Linked DNA regions of Gossypium raimondii: region 1 is linked to region 2. Evidence: chromatin contacts called from public Hi-C data. All regions are on one chromosome and are shown on one strand. The core of a region is the stretch at or near the end of the contact, and the rest is flanking DNA. Distances in the headings are between cores, read along the strand shown. Region 1 holds the start of LOC105787850 (protein NEN4). Region 2 holds the start of LOC105787839.

Region 1 (4,451 bases), core at 953-3,452, 200 kb after region 2:
ACAAATAATAAATGAATAATCCACAAAAAAGGGTGTCCCCCAAATTCTCATATTGAATTATGAGATAAATTCATGAAATCAATAAGCTAGGGAAAGACCCTTTTATGCTTGATGCTAATATTGAAGATGGAAGGGATGATATATCATCCTTTAATCTTTGTTCTTCCAGATCAGCAATAATGTGAAATTTTGATTCATCTGAGCACTGAATGAGAATGCTTGAGCAAGTTGTTGATAGGCTGGCTTCCTCGTGCTTTACACAATAGATTCTTCACTCTTTCTGTCATCTGTTTCATTAAAATTCACTTCCCTTTGTCATTAATCAAAATTAAGAAACCATGTTACATAGTAATTATTGACACATACAAACCTTTCCCAAACTTTCCCTTGTGTAGGGAACTGTTCTTTGATAAGTTGGTGATTTTCTGCTGGTTTCTTCCTTGCATGTCAATTTCCCTGCACTGCTTCTACTTCTTGTCGTTATTGTTGAGGGACTGTGCCAACTCCTATTCAATATGCTTGGGAGGCTTGATTCCTATACAAACTCAAAACCCTTTAAACATTTCTTCTTTCAAAACTGGGTGTTGAATTGAAATTCAGTAATGTTTGAGAACATACCAAAAACAGCACAGTTGCACAATGTTTTAGAACCTCTAAATTCATACGAACATCATCCAGGCTCCTGTGTTTTTGTTGCCCAAGTCCAAAGTAAGTAGCTAAGCTTGCCATCTGCATGAACATATGACAGGTTTATGATCATGTCTTAAAATTGCATGAATTTCAAGTTTGGATATATGAATGTTTTTTACCTTCATGTTACCAGCTCTTTTGCCAAACTTCTCAGTGAGGACACCTAAAGAATCAATGATCCCAACAGGTACAGGAGGTGGTCTACCAATGTCAGCAAAGGCCTCCTTAATACGAACACAATCGAATCTCTGAATGTTATGACCCCCCCAAACCCTACCATTCAAAAGGTTGAATATTTTGTCAGCAACTTCTTCAAATCCAGGTGCGTTTGCAACAGCATCTCTAGTTATCCCATCAGACCTGCCGGACCTCAATGCAACAACAGACAAGTCCTTGGGCTTTATCAGGGTACTATAACTCTCTAGCTCAACCAGGTTCCTTGGACATACTACAATGGCACCAAACTCCAATACACAGAACCTTTGACCGGTTCTGTTGGGTACTGTAGTTTCTATGTCGAAAAACACAATTTCTGCTGACCCTTCTTGGCATGGAATAAAACCCTCCATTTTTCTGCAAGTTTACTGGTTTTTGGTTTCAAGTTTTTTTTTGGGTGATGTGGATTGAGATTGTGAATCCTGGTATAAATGGGGGATGGAAGATGGGAAAGAAAAGGAGATAATACAAGGGTGGAAGAAGAGAATTCTTGGCATTAGAGATTTGATTGTCTTGTAGTTCAAGTCTATAGTTTTTAGGCTTTGGAGGATTGCCTTATGCAAAGGGCTTTGGGTTGGTTTTCCTTCATTGTTATGTTACCATGTTGTTAGCCATTTCTGTTTGGAGCAGCAACCTTTTGGACAAGTTGACGATTTTCTCTCCATTAAAATAATAAAGATGTAGAAAACATGAAATTTACGTTGGAAGATATGAAGCAAGTTTGTTTGGGAAGGGAATTGATTCCTTAGAATTCTACATCTGCTTACCCTACAAACAAATATTCCTTGGGAACATTCACATCTCAGGGCTGGGAGAATTTTAGGATGAACATATACTATATTGACGTCATTGGAGGAAAATGGAAACTTTGGGATAAAGGCTCTCTTTTGCCATAATCCTAACCATACATGCATAAATGTAACAAAAAGGAAAATGAATATAAATTCTCTGTTCTTTTGTATTGCAAGTTGCAACACACCTATTATGTGTTCGGTTGAAGACAGGAGCGGCCCAAGAAGCCCAAGGCAATTATATCAATTGGGCCAAAAAGTTCTCACTTCTAGTTTACTCCATAGTTGGATTGGATTGAAGCAAATATTGTCAAGATAATCAACTTAACGAGGAAACTATAGCTCCTAGCCATTTATAGCAGACTGTAGCAGCACACACATCACCATAGGGACCCTGCAACTGATTAATAACAGTTGTAACAGCTACAACAACTCACAACAAACTCAACCAGCTTAGAAGAGACATTTAACATGTGCTCCTTAATTATACAATTGACAACAAATTATTAGCATTTAGTTACTTATTTTTGAAGTTGACAATGATCAAGGTAGTCTGATTTTTTAGAGCTACCAATTTACTCAAGATTTTTATTCATTTCTAAAACTAAAATTAAATAAAATATTTATAAGTATAATAATCATTATTCCAAGAGTCAATTTTAAACAATCAAAACAAACCGACTAAAGTGTGAACACAAACCAAATGGTTTGATCTGTTTTAAAAATGATTTACGATTGTGTAGCTTGAGAGGGTATGAACGTGCAAGCATTTAGAAGCACAAATAAAATTTTAATTATTTTTGTATTTTGACCAAGTTAACAAAGTGAGTGGTGTTAGAGTGGTTGTGGCACGCATCAACTGTTAATTATTGTAAAGATAAGTGAATTTTGTAATGGTGATCAGCCTTTAATCATGCGACATGCAAATCACTTACAGAGCTGCTCTACCAATATATGGTCCTGGCTGTTAGACGATCTCATCGTTTCATTTCATCCTCACAGTTTTGTTTCTTTTCAATTCAATGGCACTTTCTACTTCGAAAATAGTTCCCACCACCAACAAAATTGCTCGAGAACTCCATGAAATTTACAAGGACCTTCATGAGCTTGACTTTGCTATTCAAGTGCCTAAGACCCTAGACAAGAAGAATAGCCTGCAAAGGGAAAAACAAATATCCGTTGATCCAATTTCATTACGAGAATCATCCATGGGAGAAATAAGTTTCAACATGATGTTACCACCTCAAGCTGAAACTGATTACCCTCTTCCACCCCCTTTGCTCCCCGCAAAGCACAAGTTCTTAAGTTGCAGCCTTCCAAACTCCGCGACTTCTTCCCCTCGATTCGGCTCGAGGAAGAACTTGAAACACGAAAGCCAAGCGTTGCCTCAACAGGTTGACGAGTTGGTCAATAAGAACCCATCACTTCAAAACACGACGTTTTGGAGAAGCAAGTCATGTGGAGATGGAAGAACATATGGACCACCGGATGAACTTGATGATCTATGGATGTACAAGCATCATAGGCATGGAGGTTTAATCTCCAAACCCAATGTTAACAATGAGGAAATGGATGGTAGTAATGAAGTTGACTTCAAATGCGGTGCCCTTTGCCTGTTGCTACCAGGATTTACCAAGGCAAAGCAAGTGAGGACAAGAAAAAGAGAACCTTGGGTGAAGGAGAATAGTGTGAATGTGATATCGAGAACAGTTTCCCTTGAAAAGTTTGAATGTGGATCATGGGCTTCATCAACAATAATACCAGACCATGATGTTGGTGATCTATACTTTGATCTTCCATTGGAGTTGATCAATAACCTTGGGAACGATGCACATTTACCGGTTTCAACTGCTTTTGTGTTCGATAATAAAGATGTAAAAGGGGTATTGAAGAATGGTTCAAATCAAACAAGATCAACAACAACAGGCAGGAAATCCCATGAATCATCATCTCGGCATGTTAGGTTTTCGACGTCATCCCCAACATCGTACCCTGCTTCACCGGCTTCTTGCATTACGCCTCGTTTGCGTAAAGCTAGGGACGATTTTAATGCTTTCTTAGAGGCACAAAGTGCATGAAATTTTTCTATACTCGAATTTTGTTCTTTAACACTGTGTATGAATTTTTTTTTTCGGTCCCTCTTTTGTTTGCCGTTGAGGCATTGCCCCCCAAGAAAATAAAACTTTATGCAATAGGGACCCAATGATTTTAGAAGACGAGACCTACGCGATTGACGCAAATTTTCTTTCCTTGCTATAATATATACGGGTGTAATTTTCTTGCCAAATTAATATGTTGGATTTGCTTGATATAAAAGGCAGAAAGCAAAATGGAGGCGTCCGTCAAGTAATCAAACACATTAGCACCTCCAAATAAATATCTAGCGTATTATGTGTCTAAAGTAAGCATTATCGATGGTATTAGAGCATCATTAGTCTCCGACGAGAATTCATCTTAATTTGCACATTTTTTTTTCTTTTTCTCTATTCTCGATCTATATTATCACATTCCATCTTTCTTATCACGTCCACAATCAACACTCTTATTATGATAAATCTCAAATAATTTTATCATCTCGAATTTAAATATTGTGAATAAAAAAATTAACGTAAGGAGAGTTTTATATCTTATTTTGAGCTCTGACTACAATTTTAATAAAGTCTCAATATGGGCAATTTTAATAAAAATGCATTAAAAACAAAAAACAAAACATGTAACTAAGTCTATTCATAGGTTGAGTTACTAATTAAGTCC
Region 2 (4,735 bases), core at 725-3,224:
TTTGGGTTTGGTTGCGAAGAGAAGGGAATCTGATCTGTTTTGGCAGTTTCAACTGTAACATGTATGTACAACGGTTTGCCGTAATACATAGTACGACATATATGTCAGCTCTACTACATATTAACATTTGAGTGGCTAAGTCCACATACTTGGTGTGTAGGGTTGGATGGGCCTTTCGAGTTCCTATGTGGTGTGCATGGTTGGATGAGCTTAATTAGCTCTTTTTGGGGTGTGATTAGGGGACGGAGAGGTGTTTGGCTGGTTAGGTGGGTTTTTATTACTTGTTGCATTCATTCCACAATCTGTCTGTCTGTTTGATTGCGAGACTAACTGTTTATAAATCGAGGTGTTTGAGTACTGACACATTTGATTTGTTTGTGAAGACTATTCGTATATCAGATTGCCATTGAGATTTTTTTTTATTGTGACATTTTGGTGTTCATTTATCTATCGTTTTCGAACTCACACTGAGCTCGTGTAGCTCACCCCCCTTAGTTTATCCTTTGCAGGTACTCTCGTTTTCTGTAGCTGGACTTGGCATGCCGGGGGGTCTCAGAATGACATGTTTTAAGCCGGACTAATAAAAAGGACTTTTTAGATTTTTAAATTTGTGAACTGTTTGGGACTGTAAACAACTATAAAGACGGTGGTACAATCTAATTTTGGATTTTCGTAAGTAGTTTTGTTTTGATTTCTAGAAACTTTAGAACTTTATTTTCGAGCGCATTCAACGTGACTTGAATTCTCTGTTTTAAATCCTAAAAAGGCTAAATGGTTTAGTTCGATTTTAATAACTGTGTTCGAATAGGATTTTAACAACTCATTTTGTAAAATTGTTTCAAATCACTTTGGTGATCAATGTGACCTCCGAAATTCGGTCTAAACTCCTAGGTCGGGTTTTGGGGCGTTACATTTGAATTTAGACATAATGATTTATTTGACCCTCCAATTTTTATAAAATAAAATCATTTTAGCTTTTTGATTAATTTTTTATCTCAACTCTTTAACTTGCGTTGTTTGTCAAATCACCTCAAAATGAATGGAAAATTTAACGTTTGTTAACTTTGCTGATGTAGCATATATGTGAATTTCCATGTGGATGTCATGTCAATAATTAATTAATTTTAAAAATTTAAAAAATTTAAAAACTATAAAAAATTTAAAATTATAAAAATTATAAAAATATTTTCTAATATTTAAAAAATTAATTAATTGCTAATGTGGATTACCATATGAATGCCATGTCAACAAAGTTAACAAATTTTAACTTTTTCATTCATTTTGAGATGAGTTGACAAACAATACAAGTTCAAGGGTTAAAAGATGTGAAAAAAATTAAATGGAGGGCTAAAATAATTTTTTGATAAAGTTGGAGAGCCAAATAAGTCATTATGGCTTCAACTTATATAAATTGTTTTTTAAAAATATCTATGTGGGTATTTTAAATTTATATAAATTGTTTTTATAATTGAGAGTAGAGATGAGGTTGTTAGGGATTGAATCTAAACTCTCGTGTCACACATGAGTCCCATGTATTCATGTTATTTTCATTTTATTTTTTTATTTTGTGTCGCACCTGAAATCATCTTATATTTTGTAAAGTCTAGTAAATGATATGTTTAAATCGGGTGGTTCACATGCGGACTTACCAATCAATTTAGAATATTATTTAACCAGTTAAAAAGAAAGTTAGTGTATGTTTGATAAACTTAAAAATTAAGTAATAAATTTTACTACTAAATTTGGTGTAGAAAAGATTTTATTTTTAAGTAAAATATAAAAGAAAATACAAATTTGAGTACTCATAGGTGCTGTCTATGTAATTTGATGGTAGCATCTGTCAACAAAAATGTTATGAAATGAAAAATAATTTTGTTTGAACGATGACGATGATTACAATGGCGATGATTATAATGAATTTTATTTATTATTTTATTTGGTCCCCGACCATTGAATAAAGTACTATAAGCAAGCATTAACAACATGGTCTAACCAAAGCCTTTTACAGTTTCACTTACTTTCAAACTCGAAGTCTCCGCCACTACTACCAGCTTTCTATTCATCGCTCAACCCAATGGCACTCGCCTCCAACTCGCTCGTTTCTTTCATCCAAGGCTCATTGAGTCAACCCGGAAGGACCTCCCACTCTCTTCCTTCACCTTCTCTTTCTTTCCCCGGATCTCGTTCGCTCTCTCTGAAACTCACCCGCCGCTCCAACTCGCCCCTTCTTTGCTCTTTAGATGCAACCAACGCCACAGATAAGGACACCCCAATCGAAACAAGTAATCTCTTTTCTTTTTTCTTTTTCCCCCCTTTTTTACTCCCAATTTTCAGTTTTTGAAATCTTTATGTTCTAAATACTGGGGTTTTTGTTGCCCCTTGATTTTTCAGGGTTCCCAGCTTATCCAACTGTGATGGACATCAATCAAATAAGAGAGATATTACCACACAGGTGAACTAATTTTATTATTTTTTAAGCTTTTCTTTTGCTTGTTATTGATATATATTTATTGGGTTCTTTTTTATTTGGCTTGTAGATTCCCATTCTTGTTAGTGGATAGAGTGATAGAATATAATCCAGGTGTATCGGCTGTTGGTATAAAGAATGTGACCATAAATGATAACTTTTTCCCTGGACATTTCCCTGAGAGGCCTATAATGCCTGGTGTTCTCATGGTTGAGGTATTTTTTTTTCTCTCTTTTTTTCTGAATTATTGGAAATTTAATCACTTTGTTTATGATTTAAATTTTGACATTTTATTGGGTATCGGCTGTTGGTATAAAGAATGTTTAATTTTTATCTGATAACTTTTTAATTATTAATCTAACAAAGGAGGTGGTAGGCTGGTCCTGCTTTGTGATTACCGAAGTTGTAATTTTTAATATCAACAGTATTAATATGGGTGAGGGTGTGTAATCAAATCTTGGGCTGAGCTATGCTCAGAAGCTGGCACTTGACTTAAAATCCGAGGCTCAAATCTCAGCTCAATTTGGATTGAATTTCCGTTTTAAGCGCCTGCTCTATTAACATTGAACTGCTGGAGCTTGTTCGATTAAGCTTATTTATTTGGTAAAAGTTGATCTCAATTCCCTTGCTTTACTTCAAGCTTGATTATTATACATTTGTTCCAAATTTACTTAACTAATCAAAGCTTCATTGATCAATTAATGTTTCTCAAAACATAATCTAGCATCTTCTCTATAATTGGATTTTTAGGAATGTGCAATGTTTCTCTCTCTTTTTCTTATATATATATATATATATATATATAGAGAGAGAGAGAGAGAGAGTTTCTTTTACATTATTCACTGGATAACGAATTCTGCATTCTGAATGTCAGCAAGTTTTGACCTTAAAGATGCTATTTTTGCTATGTAAATAATAGGTTCTTGGATTATTCAGTTTCCATAAATTAACTCATTAAGATCTCTATTAACTATGACCAAAGATATTGCTATTGCTACCTGCATGCATGAAACCGCAGATGTATAATTCTAGCCAGTTTGGTTTTTGGTCAATACTCCATAGCTCTGCACATATTAACTTTCAACTTTTTTTTTCTTTTTTGGTCATACCTCATTTTTCAATCACATAAATAGAGTAAGGTATAGATAATCTTAGTGCTGAGGTAAAATATGGTTGTATGAAGGCTTGGTAGCAGTTTGAGACAACATAGATGTAAAACTAGGGGCTTGACTACATAGATTTGTTAGGGGATTAGCTGTGAAGTCTTTCACCCCTGAGGCGCTATTGGCAGCTGACATTAACTTGTGTGGAATATGTTAGCATTAATAAGTACTATCAATATATTTTGATTCTTTTCTTATTCAATGCATTTTTTTCTTGTTGAAAATCAAGCTTAATTGAGCTCATTGCACATGTTCTGAAAATTGTGGCTGGATTTTATGCCATTTGAGATCCTTGTTTCTTCATGTAATGTCTCGCTCTTTGGCTACTATGTACTTTTATGCATTTACATCCTTTGATATACTGTGTTATTATTTTTTCAACTTTATACTTTTTGCACCTCCTAATAGGAATTCTGTCTGAGCAAACTTTGAGTTACATGATTGGTAATCCCCCTCAATGCAGTGTTTTATTCTGGCTGTGCTTGGGAGCCACTCCTTTAACTTGAATGATAATGCAAAGGAACTAAGAATGATGTTTTACACCACTTGTTTATGGCCTTTTTTGCATCGGTTTTGTTCCAAATTAGTAATGGTGTCATAATGTCACCTCATTTCAGGAGATTTACTGTTCAAATATATATTTTTTTATTCTCGAAATCAACATTAAATTGGCTTGATTTGATTGTCTGCTACTTTGCCTCTTTGTTTTATGCAAGTATTGCGGTATGGTCTTTGACTACTGCTGTATATCTTCTTTCATTCTTCTGTTTATTTCTAAAATTAGCTATTCTATATTTGTAACCAAAGTTTTGACGATTATCAAAGCCTCCTTTGCCAGTGCTACTTATTTACATCAAAGTCATCTTTATAGTTGCTTAGGGTACGCTTTACCTTTTAGCATTCTTTATCCTGAATTACGTGCGCATAGGAAGGGAAAATACAAAGGCAATTAGAGAAACCACTTGGAGCATGGAACAAACGTGTTGATAGAGACAATCTTGGTGTTTCTACTATTGTTGACTCATTCACGATCAGAATGATTAACTGGTTGTCAATCTAGTAAGCTAGAAAAGAGATGAATGCTCTGGTAGCACCCATAATCTTT

The links. A called contact is a pair of places that touch in the nucleus more often than the background predicts.
Region 1: a Hi-C map of leaf shows a contact between it and region 2, with 2.3 times the contacts expected there. The contact joins the promoter of LOC105787850 here to the promoter of LOC105787839 in region 2. A contact is called at or near these places in 2 of 2 Hi-C or Micro-C datasets (both in leaf).

Annotation. Positions count from the first base shown.
Region 1 is chr2:5,660,134-5,664,584 of ASM2569854v1, forward strand. LOC105787850 (protein NEN4) reads right to left here and starts at 2,203. Exons shown (of 4, transcript XM_012614418.2): 1 at 810-2,203; 2 at 619-729; 3 at 371-535; 4 at 1-287. The coding sequence starts at 1,259. The coding sequence ends at 195. LOC105787848 reads left to right here and starts at 2,548. Exons shown (of 1, transcript XM_012614417.2): 1 at 2,548-3,937. The coding sequence starts at 2,720. The coding sequence ends at 3,775.
Region 2 is chr2:5,462,531-5,467,265 of ASM2569854v1, forward strand. LOC105787839 reads left to right here and starts at 1,975. Exons shown (of 4, transcript XM_012614409.2): 1 at 1,975-2,282; 2 at 2,392-2,452; 3 at 2,538-2,682. The coding sequence starts at 2,075.